3 separate regions of the Mus musculus genome follow, and regions 1 and 3 are each linked to region 2. A link is a contact called in public HiChIP or PLAC-seq and promoter capture Hi-C data. All regions are on one chromosome and are shown on one strand. The core of a region is the stretch at or near the end of the contact, and the rest is flanking DNA. Distances in the headings are between cores, read along the strand shown.

Region 1 (3,299 bases), core at 572-3,071, 550 kb before region 2:
TCGTCCCTTGCTTTGTTGGCTGTATTAACCCAACACACAAACTGTTCTCTTCCCTATTAAAATAATTTTAAAATTTCTCTATTACTTTATGGAAAAAAATACAAACTTTTGAATATTGACTACAAAGACTTTCATGTTCTGATATATAACAGTGTTTTGTACGCTAAGTTAAAAATAATAAAGACTATCTTCTGATAAATAACATTTTGAATGCTTAAAAACTTAACAAAGATGTTGAGATGGTCACATACTTCATATAAAAATAAAAACTCAAAATAGACTCATATGTCCATCCATCTTGACCCAGTTCTGACCCTCAATCTTTAGCTGAGCTCTACCCTCTGGCTTGGCCCTATGGGCCTCCAGCTGCTCTCCAAATGGGACTACCAGCTGTAGTCTCTCAGTATGTGTCTTAGCTCTTTGCCTCTAGTCTAATAAGTCTTTCAAATCTTTGAACTATGCAGCATCTTTAATATGCACAGAAATATATAGAAATACACAAATATTATTAGTGTACAAAGTATAATGTGCAATCAGAGAGTTGGTATTAGTTAGCAATTGATGGTGGAATAAAAGCATGTTTGTCAACAACCAGATTATATCAAAGGAAATTTGAACGACCTGACAAATTGCGATATCAGAACTGAAACAGTATGTTATTCAATGAATTCTAATAATGCAGAAAGTCAGAAAGATTTTGGGGGGTAGGGAGTACATGTAATTTTGATTGTTCCAAGAAAGCTATTAAGTTTATGGTGTTTACATGTAATTTTGATTGTTCCAAGAAAGCTATTAAGTTTATGGTGTTTTGTTGTTGTTGTTTACTTTGTCTCATAACAATTTACTTTTCAATATTATATTGTATAAAATACCTCCAAATACATAGTGGACCCATAGCATAGCTAGCCTCTGGGGTTTGGAAGTAGGCATTTGGGAATAAATGGAAGAGTTCTGAAGTTTCTATATGCCAAACCATGTGAGTGAATGCCTACCTAAATACTCTATGAACATAAACAAGAAGATTGATAGAATGAACAAGCAGAACACAGTGATGGGAAGAGTAATCGGATGCCAAGGGAGGACACGGGGCAGCGGCCTGCCACAAAAAGTAGAGCTTTAGGGAAAAGCTTTAAAAAAACCTATTATTTAAAATATCCACATATACACCCCCGCCGTGTGTCTTGTTAACTGAGAAATTTGCCTTTTTGACCTTTTGTTGGATGGTAACTGTACTTTCACTACAGGTTTAACAGGACTATGTGCATCTTATAACTGGCATTCATCTCCGGCTCACACCGGCCATCAGTGGACCTGGGGCACGGAACGATAACGCATTACCTAGGGTTTCCTACTTCAGAGCTCGAGGTCTCGGAAAATAGAGAAAGGATGTCTGGGGCACAGGCAATAGGACTCAGGAAGTTCACCGCAGGGCTAGGAGGAAGATGAAGAGGCAAAAGGCAGCGGCCAGCTTGGGAAAGGGAGACAGACTTTAAATCCGGAAAAAGGAAATCTCGACCTTAGGTTTGGAGTAGAGAACTTAAGAGACTTAGGCTGCTTGATTCCTACCCTGGGGGGGATTTGACTTCTGGGGCTGAATGGACAAGACAGACGCCGCGTGAAAACCGCGAACTCACACCGTTTCTCACCTGTGTCCCAGGTCTACAGTCACCGCTCTGGATCCGGTGCTGCTCCACAACGCTCGCATCTGCAAATAGCTGAGTGCCCGATTCCGCCCGGGCCGGCCGAGGGGGCCGCAGCCCAGCGGTCGGAGGCACGGGCACAAGCAGCACAGCCTGCAGGCCGCCATGACACCCAGAGCGTGGAAGGCCTGGGCAGCGCCTCATTGGCCAGCACTCCTGTGGGCGGAGTCGGACGCAGTTTCGTTTCCGTGGAGCCTGCAAACTGCCGGGAAAGCAATCCTTGCAGGCTTTCTGTAATTGCCAGAGTCAAACCACCAGAATGCGTTTCTTTCAGTCAGCTTTTATTCCCCCACCCTTATCGGTGAAAAATAAGTACTACCTTAAAAAAAATGTATAGATTTAAAGAAAGCCCTTTAATACTTCCCGCGCCGTGTGTGTGTGTGTGTGTGTGTGTGTGTGTGTGTGTGTGTGTGCGCGCGCGCGCTAGTGTTATCACGGTTTGAAAGAAAGTCTTAGAACAATGTGTTTAATAAATGTAACAGTAAATAAATACTGAACAACTCACGATTATTTGGTTCTTACCTAAAGATCTAGGTTTGTGTCTATGGAAGGCCACCTGTAATTCCAACGTTCAGAGGCTGAGAATGAATCCATGAATCATCCTGGCTTGTTAGACTTGCCTGAGGGCTCCAGGTTCAGCAAGGGACCCTACCTCAAAAAATAAGTAGAGCGCTATCAAGCAAGACACCGTACTTTAACCTCTGGCTTCCACACATTCTTAACGTACACACACACACACACACACACACACACATATATATATATATATATATATATATACACACACGCGCACGCGCACACAGGCACACACGCCCAGTCACCTGCACACACTGGTGTATCCACACACATGCAAACTCGCACACACTTAGACACAAACATAACAAAGCAAAGCAAAACAAAACAAAACAAAAAACAAGAAAAAACTTTTTTTTTTGAGAACCCCTTGAATAATTTACCATTCATTCAGTTGTAAGTTTTGGAGAGGTATATTAAAATGGGAAGGAGTCTATGTTTCCTAATGTCACTCTAAAATAATTAGAATAGTAGTAATTTTGAGTCATAAATCAAAAGGAAATAAAAGCATTGATGTTATTCGACGCGTTCTCACGACCGGCCAGGAAGAACACCACAGACCAGAATCTTCTGCGGCAAAGCTTTATTCTTACATCTTCAGGAAAAGAGAGCAAGAAGCAAGAGAGAGAGAAAACGAAAACCCCGTCCCTCTTAAGGAGCATTCTCCTTCGCCTCGGACGTGTCACTCCTTGATTGGCTGCAGCCCATCGGCCGAGTTGACGTCACGGGGAAGGCAGAGCACAAGTAGTCATAAGATACCCTTGGCACATGCGCAGATTATTTGTTTACCACTTAGAACACAGGATGTCAGCGCCATCTTGTAACGGCGAATGTGGGGGCGGCTCCCAACATCTCCCCCTTTTTCTTTTAATAAGAGCAAATAGGCCACCCATATTAATGAGAGTGGAGATAGAGGTCAAATCCCCAGTGTGTAGGTAAAGGAGCCATGTACAGGATTAGCTCTTAGGCTTACAGGCTTTTACCCAGAGCAACCCTGACCTGCTCCCGTGTCGTTTTGCCTGGGGG
Region 2 (3,320 bases), core at 175-2,674:
TCCAAACTGTTATGCAGCATTCTCTTAAAAACCTGTGCATCGGAGAGACAAGGAAATGTCAAGAAAATTACACCAGACATAGTCAAGACCATTAATACAGGGGAAGGACTGAGTTATCTGAAGTGAAAGGTTGGGAGGGTTGTAAGCTGAAGTAAGCAGTGGAAAGCATTGGAGGACTAGCTGGGTCTTGGTCTCTGGGTGTGTTGAAAGAAACCTTTAACAGACTTCTCCCTTTGCTGAAAATTGAGAGAGGAGCCACTTTCTCCTAGGATTACAGTGCTTCAGCGTACCAAGGAAGACATTTTTGGGTTGCAAATATGACCAAAGGTTAGTGTGTGTGTGTGTGGGGGGGGGGGAGAGTTGGATGCCAGTATGTCAGAGAGAAGGTGAGAGTACATGCATGCTGTGAGAAGAGAGGGCAAAGGCCCAGATACAGAAGGAAGTCTCTATGAGTACAGTTATGTATGTGGTGTGTGTGTGTGTGTGTGTGTGTGTGTGTGTGTGTGTGTGTGTGTGTGTTCATGGTCAGGGGCTAACCGTACTACTTTCCTTCGATCTCCAGAAGGCAAAGGTTTCAGTCCCTAACTCATCATTTTTCACAAGGTGGCAGCTTTAAAGAGGATATGCACTGCCTCATTAGAGGGAACTGATTGAGACCCTCACTGTGACAGAAGCTCAGGCTGGGATAGTGTGATTCTATAATTTTCTGGTCCTGTCAGCTTCCTAGAAATGATACTGTCAGGGCCTTCTGCACCCATCCTTTAGGAAAACAAGTGTATTTTCAGCTGAAAGAGGATTGTGCTGTATTTAACCAGAGACTAGCCAAAACATAGAACCCTCCTTCCAGATCGGACCATCAAAGGCCAGCCCAGTTTGCAGCACAGAGGAGTGAAAAGCTCAGTTGGTATTGGTTGGTATTTCAGTTTACTTTGCCAAGGGCACCGGGTATGCAGACCTGAAAATCCAGGCTCCTGGAGAAGCAGAAGTTATTTTATTTTCTAAAGGCCTTGATATTTCCCAAACGAACTTTAAAAGGGCCAAGTACTTCCACCTGAAGCTTCTTCATAAGGTGGTGAGATTTTAGAGAAAACAAAGGCCTGGGAATGGGGTGGAGGTCCCCAAAGGGCTGAATTTAACAGCTCTTTGCCCTGATTTCCTGAACTTGAGGATTTTGTGACCTCCGGTACAGGCTTTCTTCCCTCTTCTCCAGTTCTCCGAAGTGCATCTAGCTAGTTAGTCATATGTCTTGCTCTCGAAATTTCTGCATCCAATTCTTCCAAGAACTGAATGTCGCTCATTTTGGTCAGCAGGCTGCCTCTCCTGAACTAGTCTGACTTGCAGAGATGGAGGGGAGGGGACAGCCTATAGTCACTTGGTGGCGCGCGCGAGCCTCTCAACGCCCTGGCGGCACCTGCTCTTGACTCCAGCCCCACCCGCATCCCTGTGCTCTGGGAACCGCGCTCCCAATCGTCCCTAGCAGCAGAGCACCAGGAGCTCAGGGTCCGGTTGGGCAGCTGAGTGCCATTCGGGTTTGGCCTTTGCAGAAGGTGTTGCGGAATGCGGGCGCCCCGGGAGCCAGCTTCCTCCCTGCTGCTGCTCCCCAATCCCCGCCCATCCTTTTCTGGGCTCTGAAAACCCAAGGCTTCCCAGAACAGTTTAGGATCAGCCATAGGACTACAGCTAGCCAGCTGCGCGGAGCTTTCTGGGAAGGACAGCAGCTCGCCCTAGGGTAGCAGCGGAGCCTCGGGGTTTAGCAAGCGAGAGGGAAGGGCGTGTGCATCGTGTGCCTGTGTGTGTGTGTGTGTGTGTGTGTGTGTGTGTGTGTGTGTGTGTCAGACCGTGAGGGATGGCTGTCTGGATCTGAGCGAAGGAGAGGGCAGGGGATTGAGACAGATCTCTCTTGGTGTCCCCGCCCGCTCCTGCTCCCCGGCGCCCTTCACCATGGAATTGCGCCGAGTTGGGACGGACCTATGCAGCCACCAGGAACTGGCTGTCGGGCCCCGAGATTCGGCAGGTACTCGCGCTTGGATGGCGAGGTAGGATGGCCACGCAGCGCGATTCCTGCCGTCCCCACGCAGCGGTCCCCCGGAGGTACCTCTGACTCTGGAAGCGTACAGGGGTGTGGGAGGAGGCCACCCAGCCGCGCCTGCACCTTCGCCAGTCGTTTCGCCTCTACCCACTCGCACCTGCCGCTGCGCGGATACCATGTCTAAGGCGGCTGGAGGCTCAGCGCCAGCGGCGGAAAGTTGTCCCTCGGCTCCGGCCGGTGCGTCGACACCCACGGGCGTGGATGATCTATCTAAAGTGACGGACGAAGAGCTGCTGCAGTGGAGCAAGGAGGAGCTGATCCGCAGCCTGCGGCGAGCCGAAGCCGAGAAGGTGAGCGCGATGCTGGACCACAGCAACCTCATTCGCGAGGTCAACCGCCGCCTGCAGCTGCATCTCGGCGAGATCCGAGGGCTCAAGGTGAGTATTGGGCCTGGCAAGAAGGCTGGGCTGGGCGTGGCAGGGATCTGGGAATCGCGGTGGGAGGAGGGTGGGAGAGCCAAACTTTCGTACCTCCATCAACAGGTGAGCTTCTCCCTTCTCCCAGGAGCACCCCTTGTCCCCATCTCCAGACCTTAAAGTTTTCCAAACTTTGGAGGCCCTTTCTTTTCTTCTTACGGGGACTTGGCATCTGGCTTTCTTTGATGCTTCTGAGACTAAGGGATTAGGAACCAAGGATGTCAGAAGTCAGAGAAGGGCACGGTGAGCACAGGGGATATTTAAAGTCCCAAGGAACAAAGACGCTTCAGGAATTAGGTTACAGTACACCAAGGGAGAAGACTAGAGAGCTTGCCAGCCCAGTGCCTCTTCACCTTTAGGGGTCGGGTGTAGCTGCTCCTGCACCACCACTAGCTTTCTGGTGAGCAGAGGGCAAAGAAAGGACACAACTGCTAAGAACAGGAGAGAAGCCTCGGGTACCACCCGAGGAGCCAGTGTGAGTATGACTCGGTACTGGGTGCAGGTAAGCAAGATTTCTGCCTTCAAATCTTCTACTAGCTCTCCTGATTTTCTTCCCTTACTAGCATTGTCATCACCTCAAACTGCTTTACTTACCTGTTCTTTCTTCACTCTGGATTTTACATTAATTTTATTAAGCATGAGGTGGGGGCAAGTGTAGAAGGCGCTGGGTAAGTGTTCTTAGTGATGCTTTGTCTACTCCCAAACCCAGGAACTTTCTTTTCTCCTTGAAGAGCTCCAATGTGCCAGTCAGGCTGCAGCAGACCCATCGGGAACGCCCTGACCTGATGCTGTGCACTGCAAACTTCCTTTGCTCA
Region 3 (3,464 bases), core at 921-3,420, 610 kb after region 2:
ATTATAGATCTGGAAGGTTGTTTTTTCCTTTGCATATTGATAATTGTAAAGTCTTTGCTTCTAGTGAGCTTGTGATCACCAGAAAGTTTTGCCTCTAAAAATGCCTAATAGCCTTACATTATGTAATTTTTTTTGTCTGTGCTTCAATATAAGGAGTTTGGACTTTGAATCTTTCAATGTATATTGTTTCTTATATGGAAAGTATTTTATTAGCTAATGCCTTTGACGGGAAGTTTACTACAAATCTTTGCTCTTACACAATGAGCTTTAAAATTTTGGAGAGTAGTTGTTGCTCCAGAAAAGATTCAGAGGCAATATCTTTTTAACATTTAAGTTCTCATTTATATCCTAGAAAAATTATAGTAGAAAAATTCAAGAAAGAAAAGATGATTTGCTTACTTCAAATTATTTTCAAAAGCTTCCAGAAGATGTTAATTGACTAAGACCTCACCTTTAGCTCATGACAGGAGGACTTAAGTCTTTGTTGGATTTTATCAAGGGAGATGCAAATTAACTGGTGAAAAACAAAAAGCTTTGCACAAAGTAGAGGAAGCTTTTTAAATCTGTTGTTATCAATTATAATCAATAGTAATCAAATATTAGCTGCATATTTATTGTTGCTCAATGTGCCCACAGCAATTCTTTGGCGAAAGAGAGCATTAATGTGAAATCATCTTTCTTCATTTCCAAAGTTTTAATATCCTGTTATGAAGATGTTGTGGTGTTAATAAAGAATTATAAGATAAAATCAAGAAGGTATTTTAGGAAAAAAAAAAAGTCTTAAAAACCTGATGAGACATCTGTTCATTGTTCAAACAATTATATTGGTTATTGCAGAATATTGATATTTGGCAAACATTTTAAGTAAAATTGATGATCATTATCCAAAATTGCTTTTATGCATGCTTTTTTATTTTCTGTAAATTTATGCATGCATCCCATAAAAATATATGTACTGTATTTATAAACAGCCCTTCTACGGGAGAAAAGTATATGTAATTGGATCACATGTTTACTCTTTTGAGTTTTCTCTTGCTTCAGCACAGATAATTAAGTTACATGCTGTAGCCAATGTTTGGAAGCTGCTTGAGTACCCTTCAATGGCATGGGAGTAGTCACAGTCAAATTCTGCTCCCAAATTAGTTTATCTGTGTCTTTAACCAACAGTGCTGTGGCTGCAATAATACATGGGCAAGGTCAACATTTTGCTACCACTAGTTTCAGTTTCTTTGATAAGCAAGCCTCCAGCCATTTCCATGGCTCTAGAGTTTGCATCAAGATCCCTTTAGCCACCCCACCATGCTCATCAATATACCAGGCTCTATTGGCAGGTCTCAAAGTAGCTGCTGGATGGTTCACTAACTTGACAAATTTATAATGTTAGTCAGGGAACTGAAGAAAGCCCAGCAGCATTTCTCAAACGGGTCATGGAGGATTCTTTCCAACACTATATACACATAAACACTGATAAGCAGAGAATTCTAGCACAGTAGCCCTGCCTTTTATCAATCTGACAGCATCAGGTGTTAAGAAGTTACAGAGCCAAGAAAGATTAGGAGAAAAGTCATTGAGGGATCTACTAGAAGTTACAGAGAAGGTGAACAATAATAGAGAAAGTGCAGAAGAAAAGCAGATTCAGACAGGAAATACAGATTTGAATAGAGACTTGGCCAGAGTCCTTTTAGCCAATGCCCTAGATTCAGGGTAAAGGAAAAGCCAGTTCCAATGGACTGCTGAAGGAGAGGAGGCTAAAGGAGGCCACGAACAGCCATTTATTAAAAATCAATGAGTTTAGTTTAAGGAAGAAGGTCATTGGGCTAGAAAGTGCCCAGAAAGGAAGTTGCTGGCTAAATTCATGTTTGTGAGAAAAAAATGTTGAGGGAGTCAGGGTTTGGACTCACTCCATAAACCCAGGGTAAACCTTAGAGAGGAGGGGGAAAACCCTGAACTTCCTAGTGGATACTAGAACCCAACATTTGGCGCTCCTGAAGGCCAAAAGGCCAATGTCTTCCAAAAAATCCTGGGTCCAAGAGGCCTCAGATACTAAATGATACTCATGAATTACCTGAAGATCAGTGGACTTTGGAATGGGACAAGTAAATGATTCATTTGTGGTTATCTGTGAATGCCCTTACCCCTGGCTAGTAAGAGATTTATTAGCAAAGATGAAATCTCAAATTTGTTTTAAATCTGAAGGGGTCAAATTACTGTATCAGGAAGGCATGGACTCACTCCATAAACCCAGGGTAAACCTTAGAGAGGAGGGGGAAAACCCTGAACTTCCTAGTGGATACTAGAACCCAACATTTGGCGCTCCTGAAGGCCAAAAGGCCAATGTCTTCCAAAAAATCCTGGGTCCAAGAGGCCTCAGATACTAAATGATACTCATGAATTACCTGAAGATCAGTGGACTTTGGAATGGGACAAGTAAATGATTCATTTGTGGTTATCTGTGAATGCCCTTACCCCTGGCTAGTAAGAGATTTATTAGCAAAGATGAAATCTCAAATTTGTTTTAAATCTGAAGGGGTCAAATTACTGTATCAGGAAGGCAACTCAATATAGGTTTTGATCCTTAATCTGGCCTCTGATACTGAGAACAGACAGCATGAAAACATGAAGGCTTTTTGAAAAGGTATAACTGGCCCTGTTGTCTGCCCTTTCTTCAGAACTGCCAGATATCAGTGAGGCCATTCCATCTGTATGTTGATGAACATGGTGGGGTGGCTAAAGGGATCTTGATGTAAACTCTAGAGCCATGGAAATGGCTGGAGGCTTACTTATCAAAAAACTAGATCCAATGGTAGCAAAACGGCGACTTTGCCGATGTATTATTGCAGCCACAGCACTGTTGGTTAAAGACACGGATAAACTAATTTTGAGAGGCAGAATCTGACTGCGACTACTCCTTATGCCATTGAAGGGGTACTCAAACAGCTTCCTTATCGATATATCAGTAATGCCCATATGACTCAATATCAGACTTTATTAATCAACCTTGACCAAGTTACTTTTCAGCCACCTCTTTTCCTTCCACCTGATCCTGATTTGGACTGTCCACTCCATCAATGTGACAAGATTCTGGATCAGGTACATAGTACTCGACTTGACTTGAAGGTCTTTTCTCTGATAGAGGTGGAACAGTCTTGGTTTACAGACAGAAGCTACTTCCTCCATGAGGCTTAGAAGAGAGCAAGGGTAGTGGTGACTACAGAGACAGAAGAAATCTGGACTCAGTCTCTTCTTCCAGGCACTTCAGCTCAAAGGGTCAAACTGATAGCATTAATACAAGCCTTAATCATGTAAAAAGGACGGGCTGTTTACATCTACACAGAAAGCCAGTATGCACTTGCAACTGCTCAGGTACATTGAATCATCTACTAGGAACAAGGGCTCCTAAGAGCAGAAGGAAAACCTATCAAGAATAAAGATGAAATTATACAACTTCTTAGAACTCTCTGTCT

Evidence for each region. Promoter capture Hi-C pulls out the DNA fragments that hold promoters and counts their contacts. HiChIP or PLAC-seq counts read pairs in DNA pulled down with a chosen protein or histone mark.
Region 1: an H3K4me3 HiChIP or PLAC-seq map of forebrain shows a contact between it and region 2, with 11 times the contacts expected there. The contact joins the promoter of Pnpt1 here to the promoter of Ccdc85a in region 2. A contact is called at or near these places in 10 of 39 promoter capture datasets (the 3T3-L1 cell line, the SN4741 cell line, cranial neural crest and 5 more) and 5 of 115 datasets of contacts at active chromatin or transcription factors (embryonic stem cells, forebrain, neural progenitor cells and 1 more).
Region 3: a contact with region 2 is called in a promoter capture Hi-C map of liver, with 4 times the contacts expected there. The contact joins the enhancer-like site here to the promoter of Ccdc85a in region 2. A contact is called at or near these places in 8 of 39 promoter capture datasets (cranial neural crest, embryonic stem cells, hippocampal neurons and 3 more), 3 of 115 datasets of contacts at active chromatin or transcription factors (embryonic stem cells, forebrain and stem cell-derived neural progenitor cells) and 1 of 9 other capture datasets (embryonic stem cells).

What each region holds. Positions count from the first base shown.
Region 1 is chr11:29,129,266-29,132,564 of GRCm38.p6, reverse strand. Pnpt1 (polyribonucleotide nucleotidyltransferase 1) reads right to left here and starts at 1,821. Exons shown (of 28, transcript NM_027869.2): 1 at 1,647-1,821. The coding sequence starts at 1,807.
Region 2 is chr11:28,582,428-28,585,747 of GRCm38.p6, reverse strand. It overlaps Ccdc85a (coiled-coil domain containing 85A), which reads left to right and starts at 1,424. Exons shown (of 5, transcript NM_181577.5): 1 at 1,424-2,466. The coding sequence starts at 2,206.
Region 3 is chr11:27,973,052-27,976,515 of GRCm38.p6, reverse strand. No RefSeq gene overlaps it. Among named protein-coding and RNA genes, the nearest start is that of Ccdc85a, 610 kb to the left of the region's middle. Within about 2 kb of position 2,170, at least 2 of the 459 cell types and tissues checked have an H3K27ac peak or open chromatin away from gene starts, as enhancers often do. A contact at or near this core is called in liver, where this site is marked.